Regions from separate parts of the Mus musculus genome. Here region 2 is linked to region 1. The links are chromatin contacts, called in public promoter capture Hi-C maps. All regions are on one chromosome and are shown on one strand. The core of a region is the stretch at or near the end of the contact, and the rest is flanking DNA. Distances in the headings are between cores, read along the strand shown. Region 1 holds the start of Coro1b (coronin, actin binding protein 1B). Region 2 holds the start of Aldh3b3 (aldehyde dehydrogenase 3 family, member B3).

Region 1 (2,700 bases), core at 162-2,661:
ATGAATCTTAGCAGGGTGCCAAATAATTACACAATGTAGCATCTGGGACTAAGAACGATTAATGGGAACCAGGAACAGGAAGAACTGGGTGAGAGGAGAGCTCAGAAAGACCCACAGGGGAAGTGACACTTGAGGCCTGGGGTCATTGAGGGATGAAGCCTTCCCAAGGCTAGGAAGAGCTTCCAGAAGGAAGAAGGGAGCAGGATGTGTTAGCCTGAGGTGGGAACTGAGGTTTGCTGTCACTGGGACACGTGCTGAGAGGGGACAGTGCTGGGTGCCCTGGGGTCAGACAGGAATTCTGACATAGGAACATGGAACTATGGATTTTATTTGAAGTGGGGTGATGTGGGGGGTGGGGGTGGTACTTAGAACTGTAGCCACCTGGCATCATATGGGCTTCCCTGTGAACATCTGCTACCCAAGTCAAGCCACACTCCTGCCTCCCTAGCTCCAGGTTTTACAAACAGTGAGAAATCCCAAGACATTGGAAATAACAAAGTTGGGCTGAATCCCAGCTGGGAGGTCTCAATCAAGCACCTGTCCTCTCTAGGCCTGTTTCTTCAGAGTATAGTGACCACTGAGGTGGGACACAAGTCCACTTAGCCTCCCACACACAGTTGGGGCCTCATGAAGGCTAAACAAAGCACCTTTACCTCTGCCCTGCCTCTTCCCACGTCCCTCTTCCCTTTCTGGGAAAGACGGCCTCGTATCACCACTGGTTACTGGAGGTAGACACAGAGGAATAGTGTTCTCTTACTACAGTGGGTCCTAACAGGGACACCTACGTCCTCCAGGATGAGAGGAGATAGGGCAAATATGAGGAGGCAAATCCAGGCTCTGATGGGATGGAGGAGAGAAAGGACATGCATTATGCATGGGATCCACTGTCATCCTCTACTTCGATTTTCTCTAAGCCAGAGCAGGAGCCACAGGAGTCCATCAAGATGTAAGAGATTGCCTTTCACCTCTTCAATGTACATATCTGACATCAGGAACCCCCCAACTTTAAAACCCATACCTATGGCAGGGTGTGGTGGCACATGCCTTTAATCCTTGCACAGATATCTGTAAGTTCTTTGCTAGTTCCAGGCCAGCAAGTATGCAGAGTAACAACCTGTCTCAAACACAAAACAAAAAACACGTGAAAACATTGGAGGCGGAGCGAGAGAATACTTTTGGGTAGAACTGGGTAGGGAAATCAGAGGGCAGGCTTCACCCCACCTCAAGAGACTCGCACAGTCTGTACCCGCGGCTCCAAGCAGGCCCGCCCCTTTCAACAAGCAGCCCAGGGCCTGGCGACTAGGCCTTGCCCCGTGGGCGGGACATCCTAAAGCCCCGCCTTCTGCGCGTGACCTTGCCCCGCCCCCGCCTCCCTCGGCTATCACTTCCTGATTCCCGCTTCCTGCTTCCCAGAGGCCGGGATCCGGAGCCGCCCGAGGTCGCCGCCGCAGTCCCCGGCGCCCCTGGGGAGCGGAGAGCGGTGAGCGGTGAGCGGTGAGAGCGGCAGGGACGGACTAGGGGCGCAGACGTGGGCCTGGGGCAGGGGGCGCGAGCCGGAAGAGCGCCTCGCCCCACCTTCATTCCCGACTCCCTCCCACCCCCCAGCCGCCCCTCTCTCCCTTTCTGGGCTGGGATCTTTGGAAGTTGGGTTCCTGGTTCACTTGGACCGTGCTCCAAGGCCACTTTGAGGACCTGGCAGTATCCTCGACCCCTGTTCAGCCAGGGTCCCTAGGCCCGACTTCTGCAGCTCTTTGCACAGTCCCCGGGACTGAGCTGCGGCCTTGCTAGACCAACCAACCCCTTTTGCTGCCTCTTCTCCCCATCACCCAGCCTTCAAACTCTGGGTGTGGAAAGCGCCTTGGAACCATCTGGGACCTACAGAAGATCTAAATTCTGTCTCCCTTTCAGCAGCACACACACACTCAGACCCCTAGCCAGGGAGGGGATGGGGAGGCAGAGAGTGTTGGTCTGCACCTATGAGCCCTTTCTATAACTGGGGAAATAGAGACTCCCAGCTAACGCTGGACCAATTTCCTGGTGACATGCTCTGTGTGTCTCTTTGGAGAGCAGAGCTGATTCAGGTGTCTCTGCCCTCACAGACATGTCCTTCCGAAAAGTTGTGCGGCAGAGCAAATTCCGGCATGTATTCGGTCAGCCGGTCAAGAATGACCAGTGCTATGAGGACATTCGAGTGTCCCGAGTTACCTGGGACAGCACCTTCTGCGCAGTCAACCCCAAGTTCCTGGCAGTGATTGTGGAAGCCAGTGGTGGAGGCGCCTTTATGGTGCTTCCTCTAAACAAGGTGGGCCTCAGCGGGTCAGGGTGGAGAGGACATCTGAGGACACTCTGGTCACACCTGTGGGCAGGGCAGTTTGTGCCACTTCTTGGCCCGTGGCTACTGATGGATTGTTGATGGAAGTAGAAAAAGTGTTTATTGCCACCAAGTGTGGATAAGAGGCTGCAGCAGGCATTTCCTCATATGCTGGGTGGAGCAGACACATCTGGGCCACCAGGAACCAGGGCAGTCACATTATTCTTGCACCTTGGAGGGCCCATAGATACTGGGAGGAATGGAGGTCGGGACTTTGGGTTCTTCTCTGACTGCTCTTCATGACTACAGACGGGCCGCATTGACAAGGCCTACCCGACAGTGTGTGGGCACACGGGGCCTGTTCTGGATATTGACTGGTGTCCCCACAA
Region 2 (2,700 bases), core at 144-2,643, 190 kb before region 1:
GACAGAGCAGGGTACAGGAAGCTCCCTAATGGTTTGATTTCACACTCTGCCCATTGCTCTCAGGGTCATGACTGTGTGGGGTCCTCTCTGGTTTAAGTTTTCTTTAAAATGTAACTAGTGAGTTAGGTTTCACACAGCCTGTAGCCCACACACAGTGTAGCTTTGCAACTGAGGGTGGGAAGTCATCTTTGGGACCCACCTGATGCTCTCAGGCAAGGCCACCCTGTATAAGCCATCCTGTGTCCCTGTCCCCGTTCCTACTGTGCTCCCTTCCTGGGCCCATGGACACTGAGCTCTGACACTAGCAAAGATTCGTGGGCCAGAGCTTTGTACTGTGCTGTGGCTCCTAATGGCTGAGCTCCAACCACAAGGAGAGGTTATGCCAGACACCCACTGGCAAAGACACCCTCTCTTCAACCCTGAACTGGGTGTGTGTTTGATGTCTGGGTCAGGGAGGGGTGGGGCATAGGGTCTGGTCACCAGTGAGAGACAGTGGCAGGGCTGATCTCAGTCTCCTGCTTCACAGACCCTAGGAGGTACTTGGTGAAGTACAGAAACACTAGGAGCCTCCAGTGCTGCGGCCCCAGACACACTGGCTTGTGCCGGAAGCTGTGAGCTGTCTTCTCACTCCCAGGAGAGTCAGAGACAATCATGGTTACACTCAGGGAGGTTAAATAACTCAACGTGGCTCCACATAGAAATAGGAAATAAAGATATAAGTGACGGGCTGGTGAGATGGCTCAGTGGGTAAGAGCACCCGACTGCTCTTCCGAAGGTCCAGAGTTCAAATCCCAGCAACCACATGGTGGCTCACAACCATCTGTAATGAGATCTGACTCCCTCTTCTGGTGTGTCTGAAGACAGCTACAGTGTACTTACATATAATAAATAAACAAATCTTTAAAAAAAAAAGATATAAGTGACATCCACCTTCGTAAGTGCCCCCCACCGGCCCCTCTCCCCCAACTGTATGCCTACCAGGTCTCCTCTAAAACTGTCAGGGCCCCTTCTTCTGCCCTGTGTGTGCCATTTGATCATAGGAAGTTGGAAATGTAGTTTTCTTGGTTAGCCAGACAGGGCCAGCCTGGTTGTGCATGTGTGTGAGGGCAGATGGTGACTTAGCCCGTGGGGGCTTTCTGGAGGAGATAGGATTGCTGGTGGAGCTCTGGTGAGATTTGCACCAAGACATTTTTCCTTCCAGCTTGCTTCCCAGCTGCCCTCCATGCCTTGGAAGCCTGCCCATCCTGTCAATCCAGTTCCCTTCAGTGGAGTCAGGGAAGAGTTGGCAGAGGAAGGGCGTGAGGTTTCAAAGCAGCTGCCCTGCGAGGACAGAATCACCATGCCATTAGGTGTGGGTGTAGGAGTGTGGTCCAAGGACACTTAGAGTGATTGGCAGAGGCAGAGGCAGAGGCAGAGCAGGAGCCAGCGGGATAGGAGAGGAGCTGTACATCTGGAGCCAGAATGTCCACCAAAGGCAAACACCCACGAGCAGATCAGGGGTAGGTACACCTGCTGAGAGGAGCCTTAGAACCAGAGAGCAGGGCCAATGGCTGACAGAAATCGGATGGGGAGGTCATAGGTCAGGGGAAGGGCCAAGAGCCCAGGGGTTGAGACCACTAAGGAGCCTAGAACTTCAGAGTGATAGGTGGACCAGGAGGCTCATGGCAGAGGTGGGGCCAGGGGGAGTGGGTGGTGGTCTTGATCTTCCTTGTTCTTCTGAGCTTCACAACCCTGTGAGAAGATAGGTTCCTGGAAGCACCCAGCTTGCTGGGGGTGGGGCAAGCCCTGTCTGTCCTGGTGGAGTTCCAGATGACATGAGGCAGCTTTGTGGGTCTATGGGGACCTGGTTGAACTGTGACCAGGTTGTTAAAAAGAAAGGGACTTCTTTGGAGACCAGCCCAGAGCTGAGTTTCTGGTTTCAAGTTTAAAAAGCCACAGTCCAGAGTAGGGCAGAGTAGCACAAACCTGTAATCCTAGCATTGTAGAAACTGAGGCAGGAGGATCCTGGACTCAAGAATTCAGTTATGTATTAAATTCTGTATCAAAAAAGCAAACAAAGACAGGCGTGGTGGCGCACGACTTTAATCCCAGCACTCGGGAGGCAGAGGCAGGCAGATTTCTGAGTTCGAGGCCAGCCTGGTCTACAAAGTGAGTTCCAGGACAGCCAGGGCTATACAGAGAAACCCTGTCTCGAAAAACCAACCAACCAAACAAACAAACAACCAAACAAACAAAAATGAGGCTGGGGGTGCATCTTAGCACAGACTGCTAGCCTAGTGTGCAAGAAGCAGCTGCTGTGGGTTGCCCTGGTGCTGTTAGTATGTGGTGTTAGCTCTGCTTCCTCAAGAGGGGTTGCAGTAGATCACTCAGGTGATGTCACAGGGCCTTTTCCCCGTGCTGACTGGTCAAAAAAAGGCTACAGCCAATGACTGGGCAGTGGAAGGGAAAGGTGGGTCTGGAGGTCTCAGAGGGAGAGGAGAAAGCAGGAGGGAGGGAGAGGGAGAGAGAGAGGGAGAGAGAGGAGGTGAAAGGAAGATGGAGCAGATCCACCGGGCCTGGCAAAGCTGCAAATAGCTGGGGAATAGATGAGTATAGTGATAGATCAGCCCAATCTAGGCATATAGCTTATAAATATAATAACTGGGTTCTGTGGTTTCTTATATGGGCTTATTGGGGTAAAAAATTACCGTAGCACCTAGC

Evidence for each region. Promoter capture Hi-C pulls out the DNA fragments that hold promoters and counts their contacts.
Region 2: a promoter capture Hi-C map of hippocampal neurons shows a contact between it and region 1, with 3 times the contacts expected there. A contact is called at or near these places in 1 of 39 promoter capture datasets (hippocampal neurons), 1 of 130 datasets of targeted methods (embryonic stem cells) and 2 of 9 other capture datasets (adipose tissue and liver).

What each region holds. Positions count from the first base shown.
Region 1 is chr19:4,147,243-4,149,942 of GRCm38.p6, forward strand. It overlaps Coro1b (coronin, actin binding protein 1B), which reads left to right and starts at 1,412. Exons shown (of 11, transcript NM_011778.3): 1 at 1,412-1,494; 2 at 2,100-2,302; 3 at 2,621-2,700. The coding sequence starts at 2,102.
Region 2 is chr19:3,957,415-3,960,114 of GRCm38.p6, forward strand. It overlaps Aldh3b3 (aldehyde dehydrogenase 3 family, member B3), which reads left to right and starts at 1,394. Exons shown (of 10, transcript NM_028545.2): 1 at 1,394-1,499. The coding sequence starts at 1,462.